Regions from separate parts of the Mus musculus genome. Here all the other regions are linked to region 1. The links are chromatin contacts, called in public HiCAR-type and HiChIP or PLAC-seq maps. All regions are on one chromosome and are shown on one strand. The core of a region is the stretch at or near the end of the contact, and the rest is flanking DNA. Distances in the headings are between cores, read along the strand shown.

Evidence for each region. HiChIP or PLAC-seq counts read pairs in DNA pulled down with a chosen protein or histone mark. HiCAR-type assays count read pairs that join an accessible place to other places.
Region 2: a contact with region 1 is called in an H3K27ac HiChIP or PLAC-seq map of the NIH/3T3 cell line, with 13 times the contacts expected there. The contact joins two enhancer-like sites. A contact is called at or near these places in 11 of 115 datasets of contacts at active chromatin or transcription factors (the NIH/3T3 cell line, acute myeloid leukemia, embryonic fibroblasts and 4 more).
Region 3: a contact with region 1 is called in a HiCAR-type map of fibro-adipogenic progenitors, with 5 times the contacts expected there. The contact joins two enhancer-like sites. A contact is called at or near these places in 1 of 484 Hi-C or Micro-C datasets (the C10 cell line), 4 of 115 datasets of contacts at active chromatin or transcription factors (bone marrow-derived dendritic cells, embryonic stem cells, fibro-adipogenic progenitors and 1 more) and 1 of 9 other capture datasets (embryonic stem cells).
Region 4: an H3K27ac HiChIP or PLAC-seq map of embryonic stem cells shows a contact between it and region 1, with 3 times the contacts expected there. The contact joins two enhancer-like sites. A contact is called at or near these places in 1 of 15 datasets of contacts at CTCF or cohesin (the NIH/3T3 cell line) and 1 of 115 datasets of contacts at active chromatin or transcription factors (embryonic stem cells).
Region 5: a CTCF HiChIP or PLAC-seq map of the NIH/3T3 cell line shows a contact between it and region 1, with 5 read pairs. The contact joins two enhancer-like sites. A contact is called at or near these places in 1 of 15 datasets of contacts at CTCF or cohesin (the NIH/3T3 cell line), 4 of 115 datasets of contacts at active chromatin or transcription factors (bone marrow-derived dendritic cells, embryonic fibroblasts, fibro-adipogenic progenitors and 1 more) and 1 of 9 other capture datasets (embryonic stem cells).

What each region holds. Positions count from the first base shown.
Region 1 is chr4:105,224,403-105,227,102 of GRCm38.p6, forward strand. All of the region lies in intron 5 of Plpp3 (phospholipid phosphatase 3), which reads left to right. Among named protein-coding and RNA genes, the nearest start is that of Plpp3, 68 kb to the left of the region's middle. Within about 2 kb of position 1,364, at least 140 of the 459 cell types and tissues checked have an H3K27ac peak or open chromatin away from gene starts, as enhancers often do. A contact at or near this core is called in the NIH/3T3 cell line, embryonic fibroblasts, embryonic stem cells and 1 more, where this site is marked.
Region 2 is chr4:105,933,950-105,936,649 of GRCm38.p6, forward strand. No RefSeq gene overlaps it. Among named protein-coding and RNA genes, the nearest start is that of Gm29922, 90 kb to the left of the region's middle. Within about 2 kb of position 1,267, at least 29 of the 459 cell types and tissues checked have an H3K27ac peak or open chromatin away from gene starts, as enhancers often do. A contact at or near this core is called in the NIH/3T3 cell line and embryonic fibroblasts, where this site is marked.
Region 3 is chr4:105,915,467-105,918,166 of GRCm38.p6, forward strand. No RefSeq gene overlaps it. Among named protein-coding and RNA genes, the nearest start is that of Gm29922, 71 kb to the left of the region's middle. Within about 2 kb of position 1,270, at least 5 of the 459 cell types and tissues checked have an H3K27ac peak or open chromatin away from gene starts, as enhancers often do. A contact at or near this core is called in fibro-adipogenic progenitors, where this site is marked.
Region 4 is chr4:105,961,418-105,964,117 of GRCm38.p6, forward strand. No RefSeq gene overlaps it. Among named protein-coding and RNA genes, the nearest start is that of Gm30266, 86 kb to the right of the region's middle. Within about 2 kb of position 1,339, at least 19 of the 459 cell types and tissues checked have an H3K27ac peak or open chromatin away from gene starts, as enhancers often do. A contact at or near this core is called in embryonic stem cells, where this site is marked.
Region 5 is chr4:105,897,106-105,899,805 of GRCm38.p6, forward strand. No RefSeq gene overlaps it. Among named protein-coding and RNA genes, the nearest start is that of Gm29922, 53 kb to the left of the region's middle. Within about 2 kb of position 1,251, at least 19 of the 459 cell types and tissues checked have an H3K27ac peak or open chromatin away from gene starts, as enhancers often do. A contact at or near this core is called in the NIH/3T3 cell line and fibro-adipogenic progenitors, where this site is marked.

The DNA.
Region 1 (2,700 bases), core at 114-2,613:
ACTTTTTCCTCTTGTAGTAGGAGATTCTTACCTGCTCCCTCTGGATGTAGTCCAGTGTTGCCAGAGTCAAGAGGGATGGAAGAAATGACACCCACATCCCCTGAACAAAAGTCTGACAGTAATGCCCAAAGCTGACCTCGCTACCTAGTTCCCCACTGTCAGGTCGGCAGGAACGTAGATGTGGCAGGGAAAGGAAGCCAAGGCATAAATCAGGAGATGGTAACAGTATCGTTACAGCACTCCATAGTTTGCAAAGTTCATTAAGAATCTCTCTCTTTTTTTTTTATTTTTGTTCCTTTGCTGAGAGGGAGGAAATCGAAACCCAGAGGAGGCAGTTGTATCTTGCTGCTTGCTAGTTGGCATGTTGGCAGGTCCTGTCTAACGTTTTCTCTTTTATCTTTTTAAATGCTGGTGGTGACCTATAGATGCTCTTGTTACTTCCTAACAGCCAGACAGTGGTATGGTGGGAGCCAACTTGGACACTGGGTGGGCACAGGTGTGAGGGCAAGAACCAAACTCTGCTCTTTTGCAAGAGAGAGCAAGTGTACACTATAGATAGATAGATAGATAGATAGATAGATAGATAGATAGATAGATAGATAGATAGATAGAGATATCCTTAACTTTTAAGTTTTATTTTATGTGTATGAGTATTTTGCCTGCATGTTTGTTGTGTACTGTATGGGTGCCTGCTGCCCTGAGAGGACAGGAGAAGGTGTCAGATCACCTGGAACTGGAGGACAATTATAGATGCTGAACACTGAACCTGGGTCCCCAGACAAACAGCAAGTGCTTTTAACTGTTGAGCCATCTCTCTAGTCCTGTTTGTTGTTGTTGTTGTTGTTGTTTAAGTACCAGTTGTACACAAATGCAAGGCAAGTAGGTGATTAGAAAACATTGTTCAATTCTGTACTGCATCAAGAGAAACAGGTTGTAATTGCTGGCTGAGCATCACACAGCAGCATGATCCTAGCCCATCATTGTCCCTTTCAGATGCACAGGGCTAACACAGACACTGGCAAATTCCTGGTGCCAGCAGCCACCGAAAGCCTTTTATTGAGGCTAAAAAGCAATGACTACGAATTGAGTAACTCTCCTAGAGTCAAAAGACTAGGCTGCCAAAGATACTTTGTCATTCATTATACAGTCCTTACTGTTACTAGGCCATGAGGGTGCATCAGTTCCTGGAGCTTTCTTCTCCAAAGAAGATTCTCTACTCAATTTGAGAGACAGCTCTGTGTGGAACACTAGAAACCTGAAAGGAAATCCCTAGGCCAAGGCACACTTCTGCAAGTGTAGGCAGAAGAGAGGCAGCTCTGGTGTCTGTAGTCACCCGGGAGGCGGCCAGAATGACTCAGCACAACTCCTTGCCTTGGAGTAGCTCACAGTCTAGAAAGGGAAGCATGATAGAGCATTTAGAGAACCACACATCAAAGCCTGTGTTGTAACAGCAAAATGGAAGGTTATTAACTGTACAGAATGAGGGACCAATGAGAGGTGGGAGCAGCTCTGGTGGGAGAAGTTGTGGTGGATCCCAGCGTGGAGTTGAAGGAGCTACTATGTCCAGGATACAAGCCTCGAGGCCCCGAGGTAGAGGGTTTGAGCCCCTCCATTGCCCTCCCATACTGTCCACTGCTGTTCTCTCGGCTACTTAGTCTATACCACAGATTGCTACAAAGTCGGGTAAAGTGCACATTCCAGGCCACCCACAGATTCTCAGACATCTCTCTTGCGAAGCGTCCGGGTGATTCTGAAACAGGAGGGTTAAGGGACTGCACTTGGCAAAATCCCTGACCAGACAGACAGCTCTTGTTTTCCTTTGCATCTGAGATTCTAAAATTCTCTTGCTTTTATGTTATCCATCCCATGCTGGTATGGAGACGTGGTGGGGTTTCTAAAAGTCTCAGTGTGTAATCGGTGTGATTCCTATCTTCAAGGGGCTCACTTACTTAGTCTGCAGAGTTGAAACCCTCAAGGATTCCTGAGCACTGCAAGTCAAGTTTGCTGTCACTATGTGCTCCGAGCCAAAAGCCTTTGCAACGTTTGCTGACTAAGCCACCCACTGCCGTGGAAGCAGAAGCTGGGCTGAGGACCGAATTCTGGCTTCTGGTCTGCATGGGTCTTAGTGATCTCTTGCTAGGCTACATCCCAGCAGGATGGGGCCGTGTGTGCCCTAGGGGTGGCTGCCATCTCTCTCCACAGCAGGTGAAGATTCATGATGAGACATCAAAAACAGACTTTTGCCACTATGCTGACTCACTCCTCAAGATAGCTCTAGAAATTGTAGGCCTTTGCAAGTAGATCCTATCTACCTTACAGAAAGCTCCTGTCTACTCGGCTCTGTAACCAGCTCGAGTCTGCACATGCAGACTCACGTGTGCTCTCTCTCATGTATGTATTTGTGTACATATGTGTATATGAGTCTCATATGTATGTATGTGTACACTCACACACACACATACACACACATACATGAGACATTGTTTTGTTACATACATAGCAGAAACTGGCTTTAAACTTGATCCTCCTGCCTCAGTCTTCTGAGTGTTGAGTTTGAAGACATATATTGCTGTGCCTACCTTTCTTCTTTTCCTAGTTCTTACTTGCCTTCCCACAGAGAAAATAAGTAATTTTTATATAACTAGGCAGTGAGTGCAGCAGCCATTGATGATGGCTGACACTTAGTTTTTCCCTGCACTG
Region 2 (2,700 bases), core at 17-2,516, 710 kb after region 1:
AGAGAATTGGCTCAGCAGTTATGTGTACGAGCTGTTCTTTCAAAGGACCTAGGTTCAATTCCCAGCAGCCACACAGTGGTTCATAACTGTCTGTAACTCCAGCTCCACGGTATCTGGCACTGTCTGAGGCAGGAGACACACAAGTGCTACACAGACATACATGCAAGCAAAACATCCATTCCCATAAAATGAAACTAAAATCAAAATAAAAAACGATGCCTTTAAATTAGTAAAAAAGGGTAGGCCAGCCAGGAAGATGGCTCAGTCAGTAAAGCCCTGGGTGCAACCCCTAAGGACCTGAGTTCATCTGCTTGACACTCATGTAAAAGACACGAGTGTACCTGTAACCCTGGACAGAGGGAGACACACGGGTGGGTTTCCCCGAGCATTGGCTAGCTAGGGTGGCTAAATGGATGGGATCCAGTGATAGTGAGAGATCCTGTCTCAGTTAAATAATAAGGTAGAGAGATCGACACAGCCAACATCAACCTCTGGCCTCCGCGTATACACTCGCTCACTTGTGTATGTGCAAGCTATACATTCAAACAAGTAAGAATTCACACACATGCACATGCACACACACAAGATAGTAAAAAGGTAATGAAAGTAGTTTAAATTATACACATTCAAAAAAATCATATTTTATGAAAACATCTGAGCTTCCAGAAATCAATAATGTCAGGGAACATAATAGAGTTTTAATAGTCAAAATACTTAAGGAAGTATTTCATAATAGGCCAAGTAGTGAATAATCATATGTTCAATAACAGGAAATACTTATCAAAACCACAATGAGATGTTATTACATGGCCACAAAAATTAATAAATAAAAACCAAAAAATTTAAAACCATAGAGAACTAAAAAGGCCTCATAATACCAAGTGTTTCAAAGTGTGTAGAGGGGCCAGGGCTTATTATGGGCCACCGGTACCAACTTAAATGGTTCTAGCACCTGTGTAAAATGTGGAGCATCTGTCAAAGCTAAAAGACGCAGAGACCATGACCAAAACAGCTCAGCATCTAGATAATATGTAATGAAAGACATGTTATCCAAGAATGCTCAAAGCAATTTTATCCGTAATAGGAGATGCCCCAAATCAGGAGATGCCCCAAACACCCCATACACACAGAATGAACGCTGTACCACACTGAGAAACAATACACTATTGTTCTGCCTCGTGCAAGCCTCCAAATCTGTGATATAGTAAAACAAAGAGGCTCAATGCAAGTGAGTCACAACTGAGTTATTCCATCTTAGTGAGTTATACAGGCAGCCCATGAGTCAGGGGTGAGAGGATCTGGCACAACGGGAACCTTTATAGAGTGTGTTGTTACAGAGGGACATGAAAGCACCTCTGAGGGGCTCTGAGAGAGCTATCCTGACTTATAAGTAGTTACATGAGTGTCTGCATTTGTAAAAATTCATCAAATTATAAGTTTAAGGTGGATGGTATTTGAAAAGATGTTGGGTCTAGAGATGCTCAGTGGTTAAGACTGTATACCTATCTCCCAACGGACTGGAGTTTGGTGCCCAGTGCCCATATCAGGTGGCTCACAATCACCTGTAACTCCAGCTCCAGGGGATGCAATGTCCTCCACAGATGCCTGCATTTATGTTCGTACACACACACACACACACACACACACACACACACACACACACACACACACACACACAAAACAACTAAAAATAAGCCTTGAAAAGAAGTAATTAGAATCCAATTTTTATACACATTTATTTTTGGCATTCTACACTATAGAAATCTATCAGCAAGATAGCTCAGTATTACACATATTAATTCTAAAAGAATGACAGACAATACTGATTTATATTCTACTCTATTTTTTATAAGCATGTTGTGATCACGACCCCATTGATAACTTGTCCACTCTCACACGGAAACAAACGTGTGTGAAGAACAACGATGACTTCAGATCAGTGAAGGCAAGCGCTGAGCACAGGCATAGCAGTCCGAGCGCTGTGCACATAGCAATACACAGAAAGCAGCAGAGAAAACACAGAGCAGTGAGCTCCTCTGTGGGTTCCCAGGAAGAAGAACGATGGTGACAGGGGGTTCTCATAAGTTATTACTCCTCACACTGCTTCGCCTTCCCGTTTGCCACACCCTCACTAACACACCAAGTCCTTCCAAGTAACACTAGGTCAACCCTAAAGACTCATGCTTTCTGCCATTGGCTTTCATGTTTTGTATACTTGACAGTGGAAATATAGAATTCTTTTTAAATTAAAAATGATGGAGAAGAGATAAGGAAAAATCCTTGGTACGAAAATTTAGGGAACCTTTGAACAAAGCCATTTACTGGCACTGTCTCTCCTCCAAAGTGCTCAGTTGTGGAGTTTATCTAAGTCACGCGATATAGTCCTCAGTGAAGAAGAAAACAGCCAGTGATTATCTTTCACACAGTTTTCATTAATTAAAGATTCAAATATAAAAATAGATATATATGTGCTCGTCAATATGCTTGGATGCTGACTTGTACAGGAATAAAGGAAGGACTGTTTCGTGATGCTTACAGTTGAATACAGACCTGAATGTCCCAGTAAGGTGGACATTTATGAAGGAGGCTTCTCCTGTCATAAAAATCCTGTGATGGAAGCCAGAAGATCCACTAGAACTAAAGTAACAAAGGATTGTGAGCTGCCATGTGGGTGCTGGTAACCCTGGTCCTCTAGAGGAG
Region 3 (2,700 bases), core at 20-2,519, 690 kb after region 1:
ATTACAATTCATAACGGTAGCAAAATTACAGTTATGAAGTAGAAACAAAAGAAATTTTATGGTTGGGGTCACCACGAGGAACTGTATTAAAGGGTCGCTCCATTAGGAAGACTAAAAACCACTGCTCTAGACCGTTACATACTCCAGCACAACACTGTGCCCAGCTCTAGAGTGCTTTCCCAGGTCTTCTGCATGATGGGCGTCAACACAGTCTTTGAATCCCGGACCAAAGTCCCATCCACTAGGCTTCTTCTGAGTCTCCCATGCACTTTACTCATAGCGTTTAGATGAACACACAACCAGGTTGGCCATGTAGATATACAGAGATGCCTGATGTAGTGATGAGAAGTTGATCGGGCTCCAAAGACATCTATCCTTAGTTTAAGTCTCTTGTCCCTGACTTAAAGCTTTTGAATAAAGTCTGTTAAGGAGTCGAGGGTTGTTTCCTTACTTACTAGATCATAACATAGTCTACTTCAAAAGTATAGCATGTGAAAATAGTGGCACATGACACATGTAGCCTGAGTGTGGCTCCCAGCATGGGGCCAATGCTCTAGATGTGGCAGGAGCAGCTGGAGGCTGACCCCAGTTTCGCATTCTCTTCTTTGAGACACTCCCTAACTAGACTGTAAGTTCCCTGGAGGTAGGGTTTATGGCTCCTTCTTCACAATTGCTTCCTAATGCATGGCTCAGAGCCTGAATAAATATTTTTAAAGAAATTAAAATAAGTGCCATGACACTATGGAATGAAATGGACTTGAACTGAATCCTTTACAGGCCCCCCCCCCCCCCATGCAGAAGACATATCTCATTTATTTCTGAAAAGAGAAAATTAGAAATTTCATTATATGGTGATCAGAGCTGTGGTCTTGGCAGCTGTGGAAAGATGAGATGGTCTGCCGCGCACGATGAGTCACGTGCACCTCTTCCTTCATCTTCCGGGCAGCTGCCCCCACAGGGCTGCCGCCATGCTGGACAGTTCAGACTAAACACATATCCATCACTGTCTCCTCACACACTGCATCACATCCGCACAAACGCTGCAATAGGTTCCCAGGGACAATAAAGGAGACCACCTTGAAGTCGTTAGTACTCATACCTGTCATCTTGCTGTCTTCCTTCCTAGAGCAGCCTCAGGGTGAGTCCATGGGGCAATGGCTATATGGCAAACCATTCCTCATGAGCTGAGCCCTGGACAGCTCACTAGGTTCTGCTCTTGAGAAGAAGGGAAATTGTGAACTTGACACAAATTCCACTGATGAGAGTCACCTCTTGGCTCTTATTTGTTCCTCATGAGAACATTCATGATACAATGACAAGCATTTGGAGGAACTCCTGTGCAGACAGTCATTTACTTGGATGAAAAAAGAAAAACAACTTCATTTGGCCTGGAAGGTTGACAAAGAATATCAAGAGTTGCATTCTTCACTTTAGTTGATGTTGAATAAATATTTATTAAAGGTGCACCATATAGTGCCCAGAATGCTGGGCACAAGGAAATGAGATGTCAGCCCAGGCTGCTCAAGATAACTGGGCAGTCAGTATAATAGGCGACGGGCTCAGTATGTGCAGAGCAGGTTCCCTCTGCTGACTTGGGCATGATCCAGAGAACATAGCGATGTGAAGGGATGGATCACCTGGAATGTACTCCTGTGAGTACTGACTGAGGAGGGAAAGGGTCAGAGAAAGACCCAGCAAGAAAACAGAAGTAAGAAAGCACACTGCCCATCACAGCAAGGCAAGAAGCTGTCACCGGGGGTGGAAACAGAAATTGCCTGCTCGACGCCCAGAACATTTTCTAAAAGCATTAAAGTTCCAACAGAGTCATTTCAAAATCCCCAGTCAAACTAAGTGTCTTCTGTGGAGGGATTGTATCTCCATGTTCATTAAATAAAAGTTGTCTCTCGGTTCCAGATCTTGAGCTATTAAATCCTAATAGCTAACACAGATTAGCTGTCAGGTTTTAATATAGCTGTCTTCCAAAGCTTTCCCAAGTCGAACAAAGAAAGAAATAGAAAAACAAAATACAAGAAGCAAAAATCCAAGTCTGTTGAGATGACTAGTTTTGTGTGAGAATTTGCTTAGGGCAGGATGCTCAGTTGTCTGGTCAAGCACTGGTATGAATGTGTATTGTGAAGATGTTTTATAGATGGAATTAATATTTGTTAAATACTTTCTCAGGTAACAATAGTAAGGCATATCCCCTCCACAGTGTAAGTGGGCCTTATTTGTTCAGTTAAAGACTTTAGCACAGATCTCATGGTACCCCAGAGAGAGAATTCTGCCATGATACTTTAACATAGGAACTTTCCCTAAGTTTCTGACCCGCTGTCTTGCCTATCAGATTTGCGATCCATGTCTACTCTATAATTCTTACCTGATTTTTCAGCCACCTGACAGACTCGCTAGCCTTTGCCATGGACATGAGCCAATTCTGTAAATCGAACCTTTCTGATCGACAGACCCATAATAGATGTGGGTAGACAATAGACAGAAGATAGGAGACAGCTAGATACATTGTGGATAGATGATAATAAATAGATGATAGATAGGTAGGTAGATAGATAGGTAGATAGATAGGTAGATAGATAGATGGATAGATAGATAGATAGATAGATAGATAGATAGATAGATAGATAGATAGATAGATAGATAGAGTAAATTGAGGCAAGATGAGTAGACAGATGATAAATATAGATA
Region 4 (2,700 bases), core at 89-2,588, 740 kb after region 1:
ACAGTTCCTGAAAACACTTTTAGTTGCAAAAAAGTGAGTACAGGGCAGCCAGCATGGTTTCTATTTGTTGTCTTATATATTTTTATATATGCTAGGACTACAGAACCAAGCCTGTCCTAAGCCAGAAAGTGTGTATAAAAATGTGTGCCAAACAATTTTTTTTTCTTAAGGTTTATTTCATTTTCAAAATAAAATAAAATAAAACCCACCATGGATCAAATGAAATGACCCGATTAAAGACAACCTCTCTCCTCCTGCGTGACTTTTCATGGCTGTGGGACTTAGATTCCCAAGGTATTATTTTTGACCTTTTTCCTAAATCACCAGTATATTGGAAACAGCTGTTAGGTAGGTTTGACGCTACAGGAAAAGTGCCAGAGGTATCTTTTTCCCTCCCCTGTGAGCTGAGCCAGTGCCCAGCAGGTGACCTTGGAGCCCTTGAGTGTTCGGGAGAGATGAGCTTTAGTTGAATACATTGTTTGTACAAGGTCATTATCCCCACCCCACCAGATTGTTGAAACTGAATTTTTCAACCCAGGTGTATTTAATGAGAAGTGAGGCCGCTGAAATTCTCCCACTGGGCCTGCCAGGAGAAGAACGGCAACAGTCAGTTGTCATCAACGTGTCCTCAGTTGCCTTACCAGGTCCTCAGGTCAGCAATGCAAGGTGGGCATTTTCCTTCAAATGTTATAAGGAAGGACTTAAAACTCAGAGATGTGAGAAGACAGAGAACCTGCCTTTGGAGGCCATGGAGCATAGTGGGTGGCCGGAAAGGGGCTGGGCCTGGATCTGACTGGTTCCAAAGCAAATGTAAATTACCTACTGCATACTCTAAAAGAAAACCCCAAACCAAGAAAACCCTTTAAAAAAAAAAAACGCACGCTCCAATGTGGGGTGGACAGTCTGCCAGCAGCAGCTACAGACACAGTAAATGGTAAGTGAATGCCCAGGGCATTGAACCTTGTGTTTTGCTTTAAAGCAAAAACCATCTGAAGAGACTTCTGTAAAGCAAGCTTTGGGTGGGGAAAGAGATCTGAGGGGCTGCAAAGCACTGATATGGCTGTCTGTCTCCCCAGCAATCAATGGCCAGGAGAAAGGAAAGGTAAACCCGTTCCCTCAGAGCTGTGGTCTTGCGTCTGGAGAGCTTTGGCTGGCTTGTGGGGACGGACAGCAGAGATGGTGAGATCTGAAACCCAAGTGCCTCACTAGAACCAGAAAAGGGGAGTTGTTACTGAAAAGCCCCCGGAAGTTCTGTTTTCTAAAGACTTGGGGTGGGAGAGGCAACCCCATCCTGCCCATCATCCTTGACTTCCTTCTCAGACAGGCCCCGGCAGTGGAATAATTAGACCAAAGAGTGTGTTTCAGGAAACTCTGGCCGCAGCGTCAGGCCCAGGCTTGTTTTAAAGGCAGCTGCTCTGATGTTAAAATGAAATAGGACATGTAACCAGATTATGGGAAAATCATTGCTATTAACGACAATAATTACCCTCTGTTCAAGGAGCTTCCTGAAATAAAAACATCAAAGAACAGCTTTCAACTACTTTACTCGGCCCCCTTGGTGAACCCTTGGGGTCCGGGTGTGTTTCTAAGGCATTTGAGGGAGAATAAATAGGAAGGAAGGCGAATGGGGCAATGCGGGAATCTTTCGTGTTTTGCTGTAACTTAACTGTGCCTTGTGCAAATACCTATACTCAGCCAAACCAAAGGGTTGAGGGCACCTGTCAGGGCTGCTGTTCTAAATAAGATGAGCTTCTGTTCTGAGGAAGCCCCAGTCTAGAGCAGGATGTGGAAGTTTAATGAGTCAACATGACAAGTGCAATAAGGACAGAGGGCAGGGTTGCTAGGTAGCAGAAAGGACCAGTGTCATCCTCCCAGCTGGGAATGAGGAAAGGTTGGGTTCTTGAAGGAAAACATGCGATGCCACCAGATGAAGGGCATGGATGAGCAGGAGGCATAAAGGGAAACTGGGGCTTCTGCACAGTGGGAGTCCAAAGCTTTGAGACAATGGGATGTAGTTAGTTCAGTCAACAGAGACAAGGCTCGGGATGTGGGCAGGTGCCAGACAGAAGGAAATGCAGAGGCAGAATACTTGAGAAAGATGACTCTACCTGTAAAAGGCATCACCAGTTAACATAGAAACTGTGCTAAAAGGGAGAAGTGTGGGAGGGAGTGCCTTGACCCTCGAGATGGGGACAGTATGGTTGTTAGAACTCTTCAAGAATTAAAAAACCTGTAGAATTCAGTGAGTAAAATGGATATGGACAGGGATGATATTCATAAAGTTTGACAAGTAGCACTGACCCCTCAGAATAAATACCAGCCAAACACAACAGCAGGGCCCAACTACGCACAGTGACTGGCAGCAGCCCAGGCACGGATTGGGGATGGAGCTGTTTATAGACACCTTCTAGTCAGGTGCCTGTCTAAGAGGATGACTGTTCTGAGAAAGCCCCAGGTTGCCACACATTTTAAAACTTGGAGTTTCTTCCCTGGAAGCTCCACAAGAGAATGACCAGAGTCATTAGGGTCAGAAGCTAGAGGCCCTATTGGGTAAGGCTCAGTCACCTGTCCTCCAGGGGACAATTAGACAAGTAAGTGACAGTGAAAAGCAAAAAAAAAAAAGAAAGAAAGAAAATGTATCCCATGAGGTCACACTGTATCCCATGAGGTCACACTGTATCCAATGAGGTCACACTGTAT
Region 5 (2,700 bases), core at 1-2,500, 670 kb after region 1:
CTAGGAAGAAGGTACATTTACCCAAGACCATACTTCTACTTTCCCTGACTTTCAAAATAATTTGCAGTGAATCCTCCATGTGCACTAGTGTCAAAATGGCACATAGTAAGTGTTGAGACATCCAGCTGAGCTGGATTTATGTAGACTGGGCCCCCGAGTCCTTACAATAACCCACTAGTATCAGTATTAATCACTGAATTTTGTAAAAGAATAAGTCATCTCAAAGATGTTAAATGAATTAAGAACAAACCAACTGGTAGACCTTGGATTTGAATCCACTTGTGTTTACCTCTGTAACTTATATTCCTTCTAATATTGCACCTGTAAAAGATATTGGGGAAAAAAGCCAACCAAAGAGATCATTTTCTAAGATATCCAGCAAGCTCGCGTTTTGTAGTGTGATAGTTAATATCGATTGTCAACCTGACAAGATCTAGAATCACCTAGGATCTGGGCATACTTGAAAGCCATTAATAACTAGATTAAGTAAATTGAATGGGAAGACTATTCCTGTAGTCTGCACCATTCCATGGGGTTGCATTCCTAGACTGGATAAAAATGGAAAAGCTGGCTGAACATCATCATTCGTCACTGTGGATGCTATATAACCAGCTGTCTCAAGCTCCTGCCACCATGATTTCCCTATCACAATAGGCTGATCGTCCTTTGGCCAAGAAGGCCCAGTGGTAGAAGCTTAGGAATTCCTATCTGCAAACTCAATTATATTGAATTTTCTATTTGAAAGTCCAGTCAGATAAAGGGGGGAAAACAAGTCCATTCATGTTTCTTTGTAAGGTCCCAACTATGACAATTAAGCATTCCCAGTTGCTGTGGAGAACAAGGGAAGATGGAGCATTCCAGTAGCAGAAACTTCTATCTGGAACTAAAAAGGTCAATAGGATCCTTACAAAATGACTTGTCCTGAGTCTGGACCCAGCAAAGGTAAATCAAAAAGATAAAGCAAGGTGTTTGGAGAACCAGTAAGAGGGGTTGGTGGTTAAAGAGCTATCGTTACGATGTAGCCCAGACTAACCACATACAGGATAATTTACATCTATCTAATAGGTGGATAAGGCCACTGCAGTGGGAACTCCTCTCATCATTTTTCTAGGGATAGTCACAGAGGTACCTCTTGCATAATTGCCTTCATCTATTTGTGTTGTTGCCAGCTCGGATTCCTGGGACTCAGACCACAGGAGACCTAAGAGTATTGTATTAGTCATTGGTATTACTATCGGACCAACGTAGTTTCCTGGCTATGAAGCCTCCTGGTTTTGGAGATGCTTAGCATGTGCTCATTTCCCCTAAGAATTTAGCCTCATTTAAGCTCAAATAAATGAGAAACTCTATGAAAAAATGTGCAGCCCTTGACCTTTGGGCTCTTCCAGTTGGCCAATGGCCTTGGGTGAATTCCTCCATAGTGAATCAAACTCAGGAGCCAAGTTGCATTATTTGCAGGATTTTGGCCTTTTCCCTCAATGGCTTTTCTACATCCCTTTCTCATTCCTTCAAGCCTCATCACAGACCAAGTGGTATGTCCACTAGCAGGTTCCTCTGACCACCAAATGCTGTCTACAGCTGTTCTCTGAATAACATAAATACTACTTCTAATAGCCTCTCCACACTCAACACATTTTAATGTGTCTTATTATCCCACCCAAGATTGTAACTCAATGATTCTATCATTCCTATTGGCTTCATCTGTCTTGGACCAGTGCTCCTGAACTTGCCTCTACTTCTCCCTGGGGGTATCATGCCTACTCCTTTCAAACCATTCTCCCCCTTGTCCCTTTCTCTCCATCTCTATCTCTCAGGCTTGTTACTGTTTTTTTTTCTAATATTTTTATTATTACATATTTTCCTCAATTACATTTCCAATGCTATCCCAAAAGTCCCCCATACCCTCCCCTCCACTTCCCTACCCACCCATTCCCATTTTTTTGGCCCTGGCATTCCCCTGTACTGGGGCATATAAAGTTTGCAAGTCCAATGGGCCTCTCTTTCCAGCGATGGCCGACTAGGCCATCTTTTGATACATATGCAGCTAGAGTCAAGAGCGCCGGGCTACTGGTTAGTTCATAATGTTGTTGCACCTACAGGGTTGCAGATCTCTTTAGCTCCTTGGATAGTTTCTCTAGCTCCTCCATTGGGGGCGCTGTGCTCCATCCAATAGCTGACTGTGAGCATCTACTTATGTGTTTGCTAGGCCCCTTAACCATGTCCACATTACCATGAGAGCTGGAGGGTTATCACAAACCAAATGTCTACTCTACCAGGCCATAATGTTGGGGTTTCACAGTCTGGAAGATGATAGGACATGGGGCTCAAGTAGACCCCAAAATCATAAGCGAATTACATGAAGATGTGGCCAAACACCTGTGATCTGCCACTCCTTGTGCTTTGCTTCACGCCTTGAGCCTATATCTGTGTTCTTGTGAGGACATTCCTGGGATCAGTTGACATCCTTGACACCTTACTGGTTGAGTTTAGAAGCCTCTGCATTTCTTTGTCTGCCTCATCTTTCCAACCTCTACATTCTTCTACCATGAACTAAAAAAAACCAAACAAACAAAATCTTTCTGAGTTCACTATTCTCAGAAAGTTATGACTGACTCCTGTGACACAGAGGGCTCCTGCTCACTCTCCAGGGCCCTACTCAAACTTCTTTTTTAGTAGCTTCTCAGAGTATGTGTGACTGGA